Linked DNA regions of Ovis aries: region 1 is linked to region 2. Evidence: chromatin contacts called from public Hi-C data. All regions are on one chromosome and are shown on one strand. Each heading gives the region's core, a stretch centred on a gene start, on an enhancer-like site or on the middle of the called end of the contact. The rest is flanking DNA. Distances are from core to core; before and after follow the strand shown.

The links. A called contact is a pair of places that touch in the nucleus more often than the background predicts.
Region 1: a Hi-C map of blood shows a contact between it and region 2, with 2.2 times the contacts expected there. The contact joins the promoter of HSP90AA1 here to the enhancer-like site in region 2. A contact is called at or near these places in 2 of 16 Hi-C or Micro-C datasets (both in blood).

What each region holds. Positions count from the first base shown.
Region 1 is chr18:64,575,491-64,578,190 of ARS-UI_Ramb_v3.0, reverse strand. It overlaps HSP90AA1 (heat shock protein 90 alpha family class A member 1), which reads left to right and starts at 1,386. Exons shown (of 10, transcript XM_060401941.1): 1 at 1,386-1,445; 2 at 1,902-2,063; 3 at 2,154-2,520. The coding sequence starts at 1,902.
Region 2 is chr18:64,464,588-64,467,287 of ARS-UI_Ramb_v3.0, reverse strand. It overlaps LOC121817135 (a long non-coding RNA gene), which reads left to right. Exons shown (of 3, transcript XR_009597298.1): 2 at 1-2,700. Among named protein-coding and RNA genes, the nearest start is that of DYNC1H1, 18 kb to the left of the region's middle. Within about 2 kb of position 1,412, at least 48 of the 54 cell types and tissues checked have an H3K27ac peak or open chromatin away from gene starts, as enhancers often do.

The DNA of each region.
Region 1 (2,700 bases), core at 137-2,636, 110 kb before region 2:
TGATGCGTGCGTGGGCTGGGTCAGCATGTATGATCACCAAGTCCCAGAATTCCAGACTAGGGCCTGCAGTGCCTTGAAAGATGCAGTTTTAAAACAAACCCAAAGTAGGTAACAGGGAAGCCACCGGCGCAGACGGTAAAGAATCCTCTTGCAATGCAGGAGGCCTGGGTTCGAGAAGATCCCCTGGAGGAGGGCATGGCAACCTACTCCAGTATTCGTCCCTGGAGAATCCCCCTGGACAGAGGAGCCTGGCGGGCTACCGTCGCAGAGTTGGACACGACTGAGCGACTAAGCACAGCACAAAGTAGGTACAAAGGCTCAAAGAACTAAGCAAAGGCCGGGAGAATTCGGGACTGTGTCCCCTTTTAACATTCCCCGCGCCACCGCTCCCCCTGCCTTGGGCGCAATCGGGCCTAAGGACAGGACGAGTCCCCATACTGGAGTGGCGGGGGAATGGTGGTTTGTTCCAGGGCCCACCTCTGGTTCAGAACCAGCCGAACAGACCCACGAGGCTCTGGAGTTCCCCTCTGCTCCCCCTGCACACACGCTGGTCACCCCTCGCTCACAGACCTCTGCGCCCCACAACCAGGCTGGGGCTCTGAGCCTCCGCGTTAACGAGGCTCTGGCAGGCACTTGTTGCCCGAATTCCTAGGGCCCTGAACCTATAACCGCTGCCCCTGGCAGAGATGCGCCCTAGACCCTCTAATCGCTGCCCGGACCCCCCCAAACCCCTAACCATGGACCTGAGCCTGCGATCAATGCCCCAAGCATATACCTGTGACACGGGACTGGACCCCTCACCCCGGCTTTGATCCCCTAAGCGCGGCCTCAAGGCTCGAAACCTAGCCCCAGGCCCATAGTCGGGGGGTCCCGATGCTGGGGGGATCCGGAGCGCACACTATCTGGGGACACGCTTTAACCACCGAGAGTTTACTTTTCTGGACTTCCCAGAGCTGCTGGCACGGGCGATCAGCCCCCGGGGCCTGGACAGAGGTTTGGGTCGGGGGAGCGTTAGGCCGACGCGCGCCAAGCGGGGTTGGCGGGCCAGCGGTGTGAGGCCGGCGGGGCGCAGAACGCCGCGCGCCGGGGCAGGTAGGGCTGGGAACGGCGGCACCGGAAGGCGCGAGACCCGCCGGAACGCTCCGGATAGCGCAGGCGCACTGCGGCGGGCGCGGGCACGCTTGGCACGCAGGCGCCCTGAGGCGTGGGAGCGCGCGGCGCGGCCCCGAGGAGGGGGCGGGCGGCCTCCAGTGCGCAGGCGCAGGCGCGCGGCCGCTCCGGCGGTTGGGGAGGGTTCTTCCGGAAGGTTCGGGAGGCTTCTGGAAAAGGCGCCGCGCGCTGGGCGGGCCCGCCTCTATATAAGGGCGGCGCGGGGGCGGCGCGCCAGTTGCCTCTGCGTCCCGGTGCTGCGTCGCTGCGGAGCCCGTGCTAGTCCTTCAGCCAAGGTGAGGGGAGGCGGTTGTAGGGGGACGCGGGGATCCACGGGCGGGTGGGCGGCGGCGAGGGCAGCCCCCGGAGCCCCCTGAGGCCGGCGGGCCCGGGGCGGCCGTGATTAACCCGGTAGGCCTCGGGCCTGCGGCGGTCTCCCGTCCCCTCCCCCCCGCCCTCCCCCCGCCGTCGGGAGCGAGTGGGCCCCGGGGCTCCGGGGTCGTGCGGGATGGTGAGGGCCGGGGTCTGCGGCCCCGGAGGGGGGTCCCCGGGCCGCGGGTGGGGGCGCCCGGGCCGAGCGGCGGCCGTGCGGCCGGCGTGGGCGGCGGCGGCAGCGGCGGCGCCCGGCCCCCGGAATGAGGTCATCCTTTGTCAGCCGGCGCCTCCCGCGCGCCCCGGTCTCGGGAGCGGGAGCGAGACGCGGCGGGGAGGGGTCCGGCCGGTGGCCTCACGGGCTCCGCGTTCCCCGGCAGATGCCCGAGGAGACCCAGGCCCAGGACCAGCCGATGGAGGAGGAGGAGGTGGAGACGTTCGCCTTCCAGGCGGAAATTGCCCAGTTGATGTCATTGATCATCAACACTTTCTACTCGAATAAAGAGATTTTCCTGAGGGAGCTGATTTCAAACTCGTCAGACGTAAGTCTCATTGCGGAGTGGGGTGTTTGTGTGAAAGGGCACTGTTTTAGGGGGGAAGTTGCGTGTCATCACGTGTCTTTTTTTAAATAGGCCCTGGACAAGATCAGGTATGAGAGCTTGACCGATCCCAGTAAATTAGACTCGGGGAAAGAGCTGCACATTAATCTCATACCGAACAAGCAAGATCGAACCCTCACCATCGTGGACACCGGCATTGGGATGACCAAGGCCGATTTGATTAATAATCTGGGCACCATCGCCAAGTCTGGGACCAAAGCGTTCATGGAGGCTTTGCAGGCTGGCGCTGATATCTCCATGATTGGCCAGTTTGGTGTCGGGTTTTATTCAGCCTATTTGGTGGCTGAGAAAGTGACCGTCATCACCAAACATAACGATGATGAGCAGTATGCCTGGGAGTCTTCTGCAGGAGGGTCCTTCACAGTGAGGACTGACACAGGTAGGCACCCGAGAACAGGGTGGGGTGCTTTAGGCACTGGAGCCCCAAAGAAGGGGTGAAGTTTGTGTGTAGCGTTTAAAAACCTGTTTGCCTGGAGGGTGATAGCATGCACATGCACTTGTGGTTGGTTATCTTGGGCAAGGCCCTTAACTGCCCTGAGACTCTGCCCAGTTGTAGTAA
Region 2 (2,700 bases), core at 163-2,662:
AGCATTTACTTAGACTCGAAGCCAAGGAGTTCAGCAAGTACATGCTTCTTTAACCTCATCTCTCAATACCGCACCTTCACAATGAAAAAGTCAGGTGGACAATCACGTGATGCAGTATTCTGGCCGGGCTCCTGACGCAGAAGAAACATACTGGGGAAAAAACGAAGAAACTCTGAACAAGCTGTGGACTCCAGTTAACAGTAACGTGTCTGTACCGTTAATCAATTGTAGCAAACGCAGCAACCACATAATATGTTAGTAACAAAGGAGATACTAACATGTCAATCATAAAGGAAATTGTGCTGTGTGTGGTGATGGCATGAGGTACCCCTTTACTCTTTGCAGCAAACCAGAAACTTTTTAAGTCTGTTAACAAAGAAAGTGAGGCAGGGGCTGCTGTGATGACCGCAAGGGTCAAGAGCCCCTCCTCTAGAGGGGGATCACACCTCCTAATGCGGCGGTGGGTGGCTCTGGTTCTTTGGGGAAAGGGTCCCGGGGTGGCCATGCCTAGCCTGCTTATGGCCCGTCCCTCGCTTTAAGGTGAAACTCGCAGCTCCCGCCCGCCCTTCCAGGATCCTGAGTATGCTCCCAGAAGACCAGGAGCCTGGTCTTCCAGACACCGCGGTCGACGATGGAGATCAAGGGGGCACGAGGGCCAGGCGGTTCTCACCGACGAGAGCCGAGTACCTTCTGGAGGAGCTGCATGGGCTCCTCTGGGTGCAGGAGCCACCTGGTGGAAGGCCTGCGGGCTGAGCAGGTGGACACCTGGGTCCAACCCTGGCTCCTTCGCGCCCAGGCTGTGCGGCGTCAGCACTGACGCCCCTCTACGACGCCGCCCCATACCGCTGCTAAGACCTAGTAAGACGACACGAGGCGAGCAGGCGGTTCGCACCGCCACAAGCCCACTCTGGACGGCGGGCCCCGGAAGTCAGACAAGGACAGCGGGCTCTGCTCAGCGCGTGATCCGCGGTCAGCCTCCCGGGCTGGTGGAGCCGGGCGCCCGCTTTCCGGAGCCGCCGAGTCCCGCCTGGCCTTCGCCCCGCTTCCTAGCCGGCGGCGCGTTCCACGCACCCCAACTCCCCTGGCCTCGGGGCAGCCCTGGGCCCGTCTCACAGGTGAGGGCACTGAAGGCCGGACCGCGTTTCCAGCGGGCTCCTTGTTCAGTCAGGGTTGGGACTTGCCCACGGCGGCGGCGTGCGGACGCGGGACTCCCCGGCAGCCTGCGAGCTTCGCCGGCCGGAAGCCCGTCTTGACTCCAGACCCCTCTTAAGCCCTTTACCCGGGTCGCGGCCGCTGCGGGCACGTGCCCCGGCGTCGGCGCGCCCCGGGGGGACCGGACGCCCTGGGATTGGCCCATCCCTGCCACGGGGACGGGAACCTCTCCTCTAGATCCCCGACTTTCGCGTGAATCTCGCTTGCTCGCGAGACTGCTGTCCAATTGGTGACTTGAAGCCCCACAATGCATCGGGCGGGGCGGATGTGTGTCTTCGCGCGCCGCTCGCGTCATCTTTCTGAGCCCGCCTGCGGTTTGCGGTCCTTCTCACCCGGAAACGTTGTCTCGGCTTACTGGTTTCTGGCGAATGGGACGAGTTTCTCAAAACTTACGGGCCTCCCGTGGCCGTCCCTGCCCGGGCCCTAAAGGCCTTGTTTCCGCGACCTCCTCCGAAGCCGTGGCTTCCGCCCTCGGTTTTGTCTTGGCCTGGCTCTCGCTCCAAGCCCTGATTTGACATTCCTCTTTCTATCTAGGGATACTTAAGCCGGGGTCTTTTATTGGACTTTCTGGGATTCCCTTCAGATTATATGGCGGATAGGCCGTGTAGGAAATGGCAATCCACTCCAGTATTCCTGCCTGGAGAATCTCATGGACAGAGGAGCCCGGCGGGCTACAGTCCATGGGGTCTCAAAGAGTCGGACACGGCTGGGAGCTCCTATGGATTGTTAGTGGGCGGGGGACTTCATCAGGTTTATATGCTAAGAACCCTCGCAGGACTAACGGGGCCCCACTTAGTCCATCCGTTGGCTTTTTTTTTTTCCTCAGCATAGAATCTGGCACAGATGTTCAGAGGTGCTTATTAGAGGGAAGAGACTATCCTAACATTATTTCTCCCAGTTACCCTGTGCACACGCCTCAGTCTACTCCAAAGGAACACTTGGAATTACTGTACACAACTTTTGATTGCACAAGTGCCTGGTGGAGTTAGGCTCTTCTTTCTGGCGGATGGTTTCAACCGTTCATTCTTCCATCCGACTTTGATTGAGCTTGTAAACCAGCCAGTCTATGGGTAGAGCACAGCGCTAGACGCTGGAGGCACGGTGGTGAACAAGACGGGCTCAGGCTCTGTACCCATTGAGCTCACTGTCTATGGGAGAGGTTAGACCTGAGGGATAGGTCTTGAGTGCCTCTGGATGGGTCACCAGGGAGATATGAGACTGAAGGATAAATAGCTAATAACAGAAGCAGAAGATATTAAGAAGAGGTGGCAAGAATACATGGAAGAACTGTACAAAAAAGATCTTCACGACCCAGATAGTCATGATGATGTGATCACTAATCTAGAGCCAGACATCTTGGAATGTGAAGTCAAGTGGGCCTTAGAAAGCATCACTAGGAACAAAGCTAGTGGAGGTGATGGAATTCCAGTTGAGCTGTCTCAAGTCCTGAAAGATGATGCTGTGAACGTGCTGCACTCAATATGCCAG